2 separate regions of the Rattus norvegicus genome follow, and region 1 is linked to region 2. A link is a contact called in public Hi-C data. All regions are on one chromosome and are shown on one strand. The core of a region is the stretch at or near the end of the contact, and the rest is flanking DNA. Distances in the headings are between cores, read along the strand shown.

Region 1 (6,793 bases), core at 1,113-3,612, 320 kb before region 2:
GATATTTTTTTCCCTGCCGTATGGGAGAAGGTGCTGCATGCATGTGCTCATGGCGGGTGTGTGTAGGGGGTGTCAGAGGAGAACTTGTGGGAGCTGGTTCTCTCCTTCCACCATGTGGGGCCCTGGAAATTGAAGTCAGGTTGTCAGGCTTAGAAGCGAATGCCCACTGAACCAGCTTGCCCCTGGGTTTCGTTAGAATTGTTTTTCCTTTCCACTTCACACATATAGAATATATATGTATAAAGCCAGGCGGTGGTGGCGCACACCTTCGATTCCACAACTCAAGAGGAAGAGGCAGGGGTTGGGGATTTAGCTCAGTGGTAGAGCGCTTGCCTAGGAAGCGCAAGGCCCTGGGTTCGGTCCCCAGCTCCAGGGGGGGGGGGGGGGGGAGAGGAAGAGGCAGGCAGAACTCTGAATTTAAGGACAGTGGGACAGCCAGGGCCACACACACACACACACACACACACACACACACACACACACACAGCAGGAAAAATGTGGTAACCCCAGTTTCACAACCAGCCTGGTTATGCGCTGGTGTCTAAGAATCTGCCCTTAGAGAGTCCAGGCTCATCAGGCTCTTGTGGAGACTAGAGTGGCGTGGGACGAAGCTGACCACTGTCTCCCCCACTCATTTCCAGGTTACAAACTCGGATTCAAACTTCCTGGCTATCATCAAATTAAAGGACCCAGACTCTGGGGAACACGCTGCCCATCTTGCCTGAATGACGAGTCTGAATTTCCTGATGCCAGAGAAAGCCTTAAGTGCGTTCAGAGCTTGGATTTTGACACTGTTGTCCTTGTCATCCAGCATTTCAGCGATCAAATTGATGTCATCCAATGTACAAGCAGAGGCCTAGAGTGTGTGAAGAGAGGTGGGAGAGACAGGAGAGGCGGGTGTCCTGGGCCCCCGCTGTCCCCTGAGTCTCTGAGGTCATCTTTCCTTTGATGCTACCGTCAAGCAGAGGGACAGGTTTGAGGATGCTGTCTAGGCAGTCGTGGGGTTAGGGGTGAACTCTAAGCCAGGAACCAGACTGACAGGGAGGGGCGCGGCCATGCCCGTCCAGCCCAGCCCAGCCCAGCCCAGCCCAGCCCAGCCCAGCCCAGCCCAGCCCAGCCCAGCCCAGCCCAGCCCAGCCCAGCCCAGCCCAGCCCAGCCCAGCCCAGCCCAGCCCAGCCCAGCCCAGCCCAGCCCAGCCCAGCCCAGCCCACCTCAGCTTCCAGCAAGTACACGCAGCGGGTGATGCTATGAAGGACCATGCTTTTGGTATATGCATCGTGTTTGCACTCTAGAGAGTGGAGAAGTCTTCGAATCTCACCCGAGTCCCGCCCGTGGCGCTCTCTCTCTATGGCCAGGCCTAAACAACACCCCAGTCCACAGTTAGGGATACGGACTCATTGAGGAACGCAAGGGGCTGGGAAGTGGGAAAACGGGGTAAGGAGGGAAGCTGAGGTCTAAGGCTTTTCCTAAAATGGAAACTTTTGGTCTGCTGAGTGGAGCGTTTCCCGGACTACCCTACCAAGTGTGCACCACACCAAGAACCATGTCTACTATTGTGCTGTCTGCGTGTCGGTCGCTCCTTTGTCTTTTCACAGTTACAACTTTCCTGGTAGGGTTCTGTTCTCATCGGGATACTCTTGGCAGTTGGCAACCAACGTGTCTCAACTTAGTGACCCTTTTCCTGATGCCACAAAAGTACCCTAGGGGGACTAGAGAGATGGGTCAGTGGTTAAGGACACTGGCTGCTCTCTCAGAGGTCCTGAGTTCAAATCCCAGCAACCGCCTGGTGGCTCACAATTGTCCGTTACGTCAGTACTCGTAGGTAGGCAAGACCCCCAAATACATAAGATAAACATTTAAAGTACCCCATGACCTAGTTGGAAACTCAGGGCAAAAAGGTCTCTCAACTTTTCTTTCCCTCAGTGTCTCCAGTTCCTGACCAAGTTTTTGACTTCAGTTTCCAATACATAGACCAGAGAGAGAGGGAGCAGGGTGGACAGTTCCTGGAGACTGGCTCCACAGAGAGCTGCTACCCAGAGACTCCCAAACTAGCTTCTACAGCCGTGCCTTGCTAGTGCTGGGAAGGGGGAGGGAAACTGAGGCAGACTGGAGAAGAGAAAGAAGGAAGGGGAAGCCTTAGAAGCAGGTACCTCCTGGGGCAAAGCCCTCTCCCCAGGGATTGGACACTCACGGGCAATGCAGATAGGTGAGTCGGAACAGAGCGGTGACTGACACTTTAAGCCAGCTCTGATGGCCTTGTACAGCAGGTATATGGCCCCGGCACCTGTAGCCAGGCCTATGAAGCCTTTGCGGAGGTCCAGTTGCTCCAGGTACGAGGGAATGGTCTTACCCATGTCTTCAGTGCTGCCTTGTGGCTAGGTAGGAGCTAGGCCCAAGGCACCTGGAGAGAACATTCCGGAACCAGAACCCTGGCAGGGCCCAGAACCAGAGTGCTAGAATTGTAACTAGGCAACAAAGGAAACTTTGGAGATGACGGGGGTCAAGGATGGCCCTCAGGGAAGTAAGAGGCCCTGAGTGCTGAGAGAAGATGCTGCTTTGGGAGGCTGCAGAGAAGCCAGAGACTCTAGGGGTAGAAGGTAGGGAGGGGAGTAGGGCTCAGAAGTAGTATTTGCCTAGCACAGAAAACCACTGAAAAGTTTTATGGGGTTTTTAAAAATATTTATTTATTTATTATATATACACTATACAGTTTTCTGCCTGCAGGCCAGAAGAGGGCACTAGATCTGATTATAGATGGTTGTGATCATAGATGGTTGCCTGGAATTGAACTCAGGACCTCTGGAAGAGCAGTCAGTGCTTGTTTGTCTCTCTGTGTAACCCTGGCTGGCCAACCCAGATCTGAGAAATCTGCCTGCTTCTGCCTTCCCCTTGCTGGGGTTAAAGGCGTGCACCACCACGCCTGGCTTTTTAAATTACTTGTGTCAAAGTCACATGCACTGGATACCTGAGGAGTACAGAAGAAAGCGTTGGACCTGCTAGAGCTGGAGTGACAGATAGCGGCGAGCTGGGTGATGTGTGCGCTCTGCGGGTAACCGACCTAGGGTCATCTGGAAGAGCAAGGGCATTTAACTTCGAGGAGCCCTCTATCTCCTCTCTTTTATTATTTTTTTTTCTTTTCTTTTTTTCGGAGCTGGGGACCGAACCCAGGGCCTTGGGCTTGCTAGGCAAGCGCTCTACCACTGAGTTAAATCCCCAACCCCCTCTTATTTTTGAAGGGAAATATCACCTAGTTCAGGCTCTTATTATACTGATTGGTCTTCCTGCCTTGACCTCCCTAGTGACGGTGGGTTATTGGTGTGCATCACCATGACCAGCTCCTGTTTTGCTGTGGGTCTAAGTGTTGGCAGTTCAGAAGGAAAAGGCTTCCCCTAGGGAAGGGTTATCAAGTGTTACAGTTCTGCTCGGTGGGGGGGGGGGGAGTATACCCAGACAAAGCTCTGCTCTTGTGAAAATGTTACAGCTTTGCTCCTCACAAATTGGTATCCTGGCAATTGGGAGCCAGGGAATGCCACGAGGTCAACATTTGCATAACAAATCTTACACAAGAGATCTGTTGGGAGGGTGGCTGTCTCTGCTCCAGTGAGAAGCAGCTAAGAACTGAGTAGGTGGCAAAGTTTATAAAAGATTTCTTGCCCAGCGGGGTTGGGGTTGGGGTGGGGCGATTTCCCCTGGGAGATTTCCAGGGTGAGGATTGGTGGGATTTCAATGCCTGAGCTTGAGTGAGCTCAGGGATTGGCGGGTTTTCCTGCTCAGGATTGACCACTGAGCCATCCCTCCAGCTCCCTCTTACTGCATTGTTATTACCTTGTGTGCCTGTGTTTATATATGTGTGTAGGTTTGTGAGCATTTCTGCCAGAAAGATGTGTGTGCTGGGAATTGAACCCAGGTCCTCTTCAAGAGCAGCATGCACTCCTAACTGCTGAGAATCTCTCTAGGCTTCCCTAGACAAGAACTCTCATTGAACCTGGGCTCACTGACTTGATTCAAGGGGATCAGTGTTCAGATTACACTATTGTGTCTGGCTTTTGCCTGTTGGTTTATTTGTTTGTTCTTTGAGACAGGGTTTCTCTGTGTAGCTCTGGCTGTCCTAGAACTCGCTTTGTAGACCAGACTGCCCCAGTGCTAAGATTAAAGGTGTGCACTGCCGCCTTCGTTTTATTTTTAATCAGCATACACATTTACTGTTCAAACTGAGGAGTTTCACTAAGACCTCTTAGTACCTGTGTGCTGTGTATTTTGACCATTCTCCTGTTCCTTTTTCTTTGAGCCAGGTTTGAGGGGGCCAGCGGGTGCCAATTTCCACTTTATTCCACTAGAGGGCAGCAGAGGCCCACTTCTGGGCCTGGGCCTTTGGGTGTCTTTCCTGAGGACAGCTTGGGGGAAGCTCACAGTCAGCTTTCAGAATCCATAACTTTGTGTTGGATTCCCACACGAGTGACAGACTGTTCCTCACTCATCGATCCCTCTGCCCACCCGAGTTTGAAAAGAACGGGTGGACACCTTAGACAGTTCTGCTGTCCCGTCTAGTTTCCAATTGCAGCTCTGGAGTCTGTAGCCTCCTGGAGGAAGTCTAAAGGCTGGGGCCTGTCTTTCTTAGCAGCATCCAGCATGGGAGCCTGCACTTGGTAGGTCTTTAGGTCATGTTGTCAGTCTTAAAGTGCAAAGAGCCTAACGTGACCCTGAAGGGAAGAAAGAGCAGAGTTGCCTGGGGCTGAGGGGGGGTCTAGGTTTTCTATTCTGAACTCCAGAGGTGTCTGGAACCTTCCCTTGTCCCAGCCTCTGGTGTGGACTGGGGCCGTAAGCCGCCCTCCTGGAAGAGCTAGGCTAGAAGAGCCCATTTTAGCTGGTCTCTGCCTCTGCCTTCTCACCCAGCCTTCCTACCCTTTCTGACCCCAGCCGAGATGATTCTGCGAACGTCACGGTTCTTTTTTTATTTTTGTTTTCTGGTGTCTGTGGTGTGTGTTAATGGGCCCACTTGTGTCAGAGTACATGCACACGTACGTATGCACGCACACAAGCGGAGGATCAAGGTCGACTTGAACAATCTTTCTGCCCTCCAGTTTGTTGTGATAAAACACTGTGACCAGAACCAACTTGGTGGGGAGAGGGTGTTTGCCTCTCACTTCCTTGTCTCAGTCTGACACTTAGGGAAGTCAAGGGAGGGACTGAAGCTGAAACCAGGGAATGTCTTTTCCTAGCTTGTTCTTTTGGCTCGTGGTCAGCTGACCATTTTTACACAGCCCAACCCCTCCTGCTTAGGAATGGCACCTCAATTGGCAATCAAGAAAATGCTCAGACACGGGCCAATCTGATGCAGACAGTTGTTTACCTGGACATCCTTCTTCCCAGGTGTGGAAGGCTGGCCACCACACCATCAATCCCCTGCCTCACTCATTAAGGTAGGCATTTGGATAAAGGCTAGGGTTTTTTGTTTTGTTTTGTTTTGTTTTTGTTCTGATAGTGAGTACACTGTAGCTGTCTTCAGACTCACCAGAAAGGGCATCGGATCCCATTCCAGATGGCTGTGAGCCACCATGTGGTCGCTGGGAATTGAACTCAGGACCTCTGGAAGAGCAGTCAGTGCTCTAACCACTGAGCCATCTCTCCAGCCCAGCTAGTTTTGCTAACAAGCTTACTCTGGGAATTCCATCTCTGCCTTCAGTGGCTAGATTTACAAGTGGGTCACCGCACCCACCTGGGACTTAACCTGGGTTCTGGGGACTGAATTTTAGTGTGCTTTAACTAGTGTGCCTACTTCTGCTCTTTAAACACTAAAGAGAGCCAGGCAATGGCGGTGCCGGCCTGTAACCCTGGCATTTGGGAGGCAAAGGCAGGAGGATCTCTGAGTTCAAGGCTAGCCTGGTCTACAGAGCAAGTTCCAGGACAGCCAGGGCTACATAGGGAAACCCTGTCTCAAAAAACTGAGACAAACAAAAGGACTCTAAAGACTCTTCTCTGTTCGTCTGCCGCTAGATCCCTCCTGATACTTCTTAGCCCAGTTCTTCTGGATCTGCCCTCGAACAATTCAGAGGGAACCAGGGTGATCGGCCCCCAGGGTGACATGTTCCTGAGCTCATAGCTTTTTTCCCTATAGTACTATAGGTCAGATCTGGGGTCTTCTGCTATGATACCAAGCCTTATCAGCTGCTTCATTGTTGGCTTTGGGGGGGCCAGGTGTGAATGTGGTGTCTGCATCACATGTCCAAGCAAATCCTGTCCCTCAGCCTCCTGAGTGGCTGGGGTGACAGGTTATGCCACCCAGTCAGGCATGTACAGCACATGTGTCCTGGTGCTGGGAGAAGTCAGCAGGAGGCATTGGATCCCCAGGGACTGGAGTTACAGTTGAGAGTCGCCCTGTGGGTGCTAGGATTCAAACCCGAGTCCTCTGCAAGAACAGCACATGTTCTCGGAGTGGCGGAATCAACTCTCTGGCCACCTGTCTTAGTCAGGGTTTCTCTTCCTGCACAAACATCATGACCAAGAAGCAAGTTGGGGGGCTGGAGAGATGGCTCAGTGGTTAAGAGCACTGACTGTTCTTCCAGAGGTCCTGAGTTCAATTCCCAGCAACCACACGGTGGCTCACAACCATCTGTAATGAGATCTGATGCCCTCTTCTGGTGTGTCTGAGGACAGCAACAGTGTACTCACATATAAATAAATAAATAAATCTGGGCTGGGGATTTAGCTCAGTGGTAGAGCGCTTACCTAGGAAGCGCAAGGCCCTGGGTTCGGTCCCCAGCTCCGAAAAAAAAGAACCAAATAAATAAATAA
Region 2 (6,295 bases), core at 3,550-6,049:
CGGGGTTGGGGGGGGAGGGCGGGGAGGAGGAGTGTAAACACCTCACAGCTCTTAGAAGTCACTCAGGCGGCAGACACAGATTCAGGGAGGACATCCACCGAGCTCTGGGGGAAGGGTTTGGCTTAGAAGTTCCGAATGGGTGACATCCCGGAACTCGCAAACGGGACAGCGCAAGATCATTTCATAGCGCAACTTAATGACCAGGCAGAGTAATGATAGCTGTTAAGGGTACACTTTGTTGTCTAAATCTATTATTTTAACAGCTCGTGTGTGGTGCTCAGAGGACAACCTATGGGGAGTCAGTTCTCTCCTTGCAACAGGGGGGTGCCCTGGATCAAACTGGCGACGTGGCTTGGCAGCAGGTGCGTTGACCTGCTGAGTTCTGCCAGCCCGTCTGTTGTTTAGCCCTGGAATAAGCATTGTCTTTATGACAGACAAAAATGGAGGAGGGGTATTTAAGACAGGTGCCCCTCCGTAGCCTCCCCGTCCTACCTCACTCAGTGTTCTGGTGCTGGGATCAAAGGTCAATATCATCTTGCTTCTTTATAGAACTGGAGTTATGAGGAGGAAGTTGTAAGTCACCATGTGGGTCCACAGCTCTTAACCACTGAGCCATCTCTCCAACCCATTCCTGTTCTGTTTGTAGAGACAGGCTCTCAGCTAGTCTGGGCTGGTCTCAAACCCATCCCGCATGACCTCGAACTCCTGATCCTCTTGCCTCTAACGTGTTCTCTAGCATGGCCAGCTTAGGCGGTGCTCGACTAAACCAACCCTGGGCCCCGTGCACACTTGCACAAGGCCTCCGTCCACTAAGCTGCGTCTCCAGGCCTGTTCCCTTCCTCGGATGTTCATTTGTATCCACCTACACATCCCGGTTTCCTCATCTGTGCCCTACATGACTGACTCCGCAGAACCCCAGGGCTGGGGCTGTCAGTCGTCTGGATGAGGAGGTGGGACTTGAGGCTCTAGATGCTTGGGGCCCTCTGCACAGAGAGGCTGACCTCAGACTGCGAGACTTTCCTACGCCTGAAAGTGGGGTGAGGGGCGGGACCGGGCGGGAAAGGAAAGAGCAGGGGTGGGGCAGGAGCTCACTGCAGATTTCAATCAGCACCCCGGGGGCCAGGAGGTAGGGACTCATTATCTGAGCTTTGCAGGTAAAGAAATGGAGGCTTGGGAGGAAGTGAGGTGCCCAGGGTCTAGCTTCAAGGTTCCCCCACGTTGGTCTCCACGGGAGCAGGTGAAACTGAAAGACCTACCCCTCCCTGACTCACAGTTTCCAGGGGGTGGGGTCTGGGCGTCTGCATTTTCTATGTGCTGTCATCTGGAGTCCCTCAGTCCCTGACCTCAGAGTGGACAGCCCTGTGCCTAGAAGGCTCCTCTGTAGGTGTGGGATGAAGCCCTTCTCCCCGGGGACCCAGGAAATTGGCTGTCGTGTCTCCACTGACCATGAGAATAGAAGGTCTGGCTCTGCAGTACCCAGCCCTCAGATCCTGGACCTCTGTCCGGGGAGGTGGGGGGAGGGGCGCACACAAAGTGGGAACCCCACAAAAGCAACAGGCAGTGACTTCGAAAAGCACAAGCAATCCCTCTCCTAAACAGACTACTCTGTCAATTTTTCCTTATTGGTTTGGTTTTTCTTTCTTTTTTCTTTTTTGGATAGGATCTTACATTGTAGCCCAGGCTGTCCTCAACTTCTCAGCAATCCTCCTACCTCAGCCCCCACCCCACCCCCGGCCTCCCGGCACTCAGTGGTGGGGATCACAGGTGTGACCTCTGCATAGGTTCCAAGTCATTCTCTTAGAAGATACAGCCAGGCATGGTGACATAGGCCATTAGCACCTGGAAGACGCAGAAGTGTGAGTTGGAGGCTAGCCTGGGCTACACTGAGTGCTGGGATTAAAGGCAAGGTACTGTGGCAAGACCTCCCAGTCTGAGTCCACCAGGGCAGGACAGTTCTTCTCACTGGTCCGTTTCCACCGTTTACACCAAGCTAGACGAAAGTCGAACTTTCTAAAGCAACGAAACGCAGTACAGACCTTGCAGGAGGAAGGTGCTTGTCCTGACCCAGCTAACTGAACTCAATGTCTGGGACCTACCTGGTGGAAGGAGAGAACTGGCTTCCTAAGCTGTCCTCTGACCTTTACATATACACTGCAGTCATCACACACACACACACACACACACACACACACACACACACGTGTAAATGCAATAACATGTAAATAAGAAGAGTAGAAGAGTGCTGGGCAGCCGAGGATAAAACAATCAGAACAGAGCAAACAAAACAAAAAAAGCAAATAAGACTTCATGGAAGAAAAGCGCCTTTCTCCCGCCCTCCACTCCCTACCCCCAGAAAAAAAACCAAACCACTCTCCATCCTCTGGGTTTGTTTGCATCTTGATTTTTTTTTTTTTTTGAGACAATCCCTGGGGTGTCCTGCTTCAGCCTTAAGGACTGGGATGGCAGGTGTGACCCCACATACAGCCCCTTGGGCTTTTCTCAACCCTTTCCTCTCTTCCTCTGGCCTCAGCAGGAAGCACCAGGCTAGCCAAGGCAGCCCTCCATGAGCACTTGGAGGGGAGAAGAGGCGATTCAGACATAGCCTGATCTGGGGTTGGGATGTGGGGGGTGGGTTTCTACAGCTTCCTACTTGTCCGCAGCAGAGAGTACCAAGGCTAGGACCATCTAAACCCAAGCCCTCCCCTCATCTCTACAGGAGACAGGGTGTACCCCGCTGGTGTATCTCTCTGTCCTCTGCTTCTTCCTCTGCCTTCTGACCACTTCTCCATTACTCTTCTCTGCCTCTCCCCACCTCCAACAGTGTTATTACTTCCCTCCCAGCCCAGCATCCACCACAGAGGGCCCCCAGGAGAGAAACCCTTCCCTCACATGCAGGGGCCTTGGCATTTCTGCCTCACCTCCACGTGGCCCCAAACTCTCTGTTTGAGAGTGGACAAGTTTCCTGTCGGGCAGATGTGACATTTACTGTTAGTCCTGTACGGTCAGAGATGTCACTGCGACTGGGCTGTACTCGAGCTGGGAGGTGCGCAGTGAGCACTCTTAGAGAATCTTCCCCAGAAATGCTCAACCTGTGGCTGCCCGGGGAGTGGGGGTGGGGTGGGAATGGGGCCAGTCAGAAGCTAACCCAGAGGCGAGGGGTGGGGGGGTGGGGGGTGGGGGATGAGGGGGGAGACTCTAGTTGGGAGGCCTTCCTGACTGATAACACCAAAAAATTAGAACTGCCTGAGGGCTGTACCCTCTGCACATAGGTCACAGGGAGAGCCTAGAGAGGGGTCAGAAGTCACAGAGATGGAACACAGAAGCCATGTGGTAGGGTACTAGAGAGACAGAGTGGGGGGGGGGAAGGCGAGTGGGGGCACAGTTTCTACAGGAGTGGTATCTGGACGATCTAGTTTTCTTTCATGGGCAGAACTCGACCAGGCGGGATGAGGGGGGCTTACATGGGAAGGGCTAACCTGCCTCTCTAGGGAACCAGAGGTGGTATTGGACTCTCTCCTTCCTGGGGGAGTTAGATCAGGCGTTAGATGCTCCCAAATCCAGCTAAGGGGGGAAGGGGGGGACACAACTAACTGGAGCATCTGAGTTCCTAGGACCCAACTTCAGCAATATCGGGGTTGAGATGGAGGTGGGCCTGGCCTATTCTGTCCCGTTTGCCTCCCAGGCTTCCTGTCTTGGTTGTGAACAGTGGAAGTTGTAAATAGCCCCACTCTTCTGAGGGGAGAGTGGAAGGGAGACACAGCCTCGAGTGGAGCATTAGATGAAGTATTTACAGAGACTGACTGGACCCCTAGCAGGGTCAGAGAGTTGAGGCTGCTTTGACACTGGGCTCCGGGTCTCCCTGGCTCCTGCAGACTCCAGACCTCTGGTGTCTCCCCCTACATCCCCTACCCCAACCCCAACCCCCTGGGAAGAGGACACCTACCCAGGAAGGAGAGAGAGCTGTCCAGGCCTAATGGTTTTAAGATGATATGAGTGGTACAGAGGCGGGGGCGGGGGGGGGGGTGTGAGTTGGGATGGGGGTGGTCACTAAAGAAGGAGTTTTCTCAGGCCTGGCTTCCCCTGCTACCCTCAGCCTGAGGTCTCAAGACATAAGATAAACACCCCAACCTGTTGTGTTCCTGTGCTGACAGGCAGAGCAGGACGGTGAGCCGTGAGCCACAAACACTGTGGAGCCTTGGCCATGACCCCTTAGCTGGCCCACATTAGCCCTCGCTTTGCAAATGGAGGAGGCTCTCGGCTCCAAAGGGAGTAACTGGCAAGCACTAACTAACTGTCTTTCTTCAAAGCCATGAGGAAGCCACAGGGAGGAGCGGGGTACGTGCCCAAGCATGACGCTGGGGAACCCACAAGGAGCCTAGGAGGGGGCCTGGCTACTGAAGAAACTCAGAACTTCGCGATGCCGCCTCCACTGTCTAGTCAGGGTACTTGGTTCTGGACGGTGGGTTCTGGTGACACAAACCTGGGGCCTCTGGGAAGCATCCACTGAGCTCCGCTGGTTTTGTCACTCCACGTCAAGACTCCACCCAGGGCCAGGGCTGCTGGATGGTAAGGTGTCTGCCGGTAGCAAGGGCTTCCGTGGCTGACTCCCAGGGGTGGGAACTGGTGTGGTGAGTCAGCCTCCCCTGAGCCCCAAGGATGCCCCCTTACCTTGAGTTGAGACTTGGAGACCTTGCCGCTTTTCTCCACGTCCAGTGCAGTGAAGGCGTACCAGATGGATTTGAGCAGCTCCTTGCGCAGGGCCATGGCTGAGGTGCCCGCCCCGGCCCAGGGGCGGCTCTGACACCAAGATCCGGTTTCAGGAAATGCAAACGGCTGCAGACCGCAGAGAGAGGCCCTGGCGCGCAGCAGAGCGAGAGCTCCACCTGCCTGCTCCCTCTTGCTTCCAGCGCCTGGCCAGTTGTTCGAGCCACACTCCACTTCTCACTCCTTGCAAGGGACCAGAGCTATCCTTCCCCGAGATAGACCCCCTCCTTGGCTGGGCCTGGCTCCCTCAGACTTTAGAAGTCTGCTTGTCCCAGTACCTTTCTTTCTTTTTTTTTTTTTTCTTTTCTTTTTTTTCGGAGCTGGGGACTGAACCCAGGTCCCAGTACCTTTCAAGGCTCCCGGTGTTATCTCTAGAGGACAGAAGGCAGGCCCTTCCAGATATGGAGGGAGGCAGGATCAGGTGTCTAGCTTACCAAGTGGATGAGATTGGACCAGTTACTCCTGAGAGTCTATTCTTAGTAAGTTCCTACCTCACAGGGCTTGTGTGGATGTCGGAGACCGGACATAAAGAAAACTATAGGCTTGGGACAGGACATTTCTCTTCGGGCCACCTAGCAGGACCTCAGTGAGGAGTTCTACAAAAGCAAAAGTCACCTAACCGGAGGAAGCATGGAGCCAGCGCGTCTCCAGGATGGGGTGGGTGCCTTGGCACTTTGGTTTGCTATCCCCTCCCCCTGCCCCCTGGCCTTGGCTCTAATAGAAACTTCAGGATGCTGTCCACTTTGTACCTGGTGGCCTTAAAGACACCAAAGGCTGTATTTAGGCACACGGTGTGTGTGTGGGGGGGGGGGCGGCCTTGACAGTGAGGCTCACCTCAGAGGCCCTGGCAGGGGCAAGCCAGGGGCAGCCTCCACTTCCTCAGATGCGATGCCCACATAGATCATGGTGGCCATTAAATTTCAATGAAGCTTTCTGGAGGCTAATTCTGGAGCATGCATGCACTCGCGCATACACACACACGCACGCACGCACGCACGCACGCACGGACGCACGCACGCACGCACGCACGGACGCACGCACGGACGCACGCACGCACGCACGCACACTCCCAGGGAAGCACCCCTATCCCCTCCACTTACACAGGGCTGACGTCCAGAGTAAACAGCAAACAGGATTTGGGGACACACACTATAGCTTCTCTCTTGGGAGTTCTAAAACTTGAGTTTGAGACCACCTAGGCTACAAAGAACAATTCTGCCTCAAAAACAAACAAGGCTGGGTAGTGGTAGCACATGCCTTTAGTCCCAGCTCTCGGGGGGCAGAGGCAGGCGGATCTCTGAGTTTGAGGTCAGCCTGGTCTAATAGAGTAATTTCAGGACAGCCGGGGCTACACAGAGAAACCTGTCTTGGGGGAGAAAAAAACAGGAAAAAAGAAACCAAAAAACCTAAAAAAAAAAAAAAAAAAAGATCCCAGATAAGCAACAGCAAATGTGGGCTTTCTGGGTAGCCCAGGAGAGGATGCACTTATGCACCTGGTCCTTGATTTCCTGGCTCTATTCTCAGGTGGCAG

Evidence for each region. Hi-C and Micro-C count contacts between places; a contact is called where the count stands out from the background.
Region 1: a contact with region 2 is called in a Hi-C map of the A7r5 cell line, with 2.6 times the contacts expected there. The contact joins the promoter of Armc12 here to the promoter of Def6 in region 2. A contact is called at or near these places in 2 of 12 Hi-C or Micro-C datasets (the A7r5 cell line and frontal cortex).

Annotation. Positions count from the first base shown.
Region 1 is chr20:6,585,142-6,591,934 of GRCr8, reverse strand. Armc12 (armadillo repeat containing 12) reads right to left here and starts at 2,362. Exons shown (of 6, transcript NM_001113777.1): 1 at 2,193-2,362; 2 at 1,213-1,358; 3 at 722-856. The coding sequence starts at 2,355.
Region 2 is chr20:6,268,827-6,275,121 of GRCr8, reverse strand. Def6 (DEF6 guanine nucleotide exchange factor) reads right to left here and starts at 4,799. Exons shown (of 11, transcript NM_001191717.2): 1 at 4,669-4,799. The coding sequence starts at 4,764.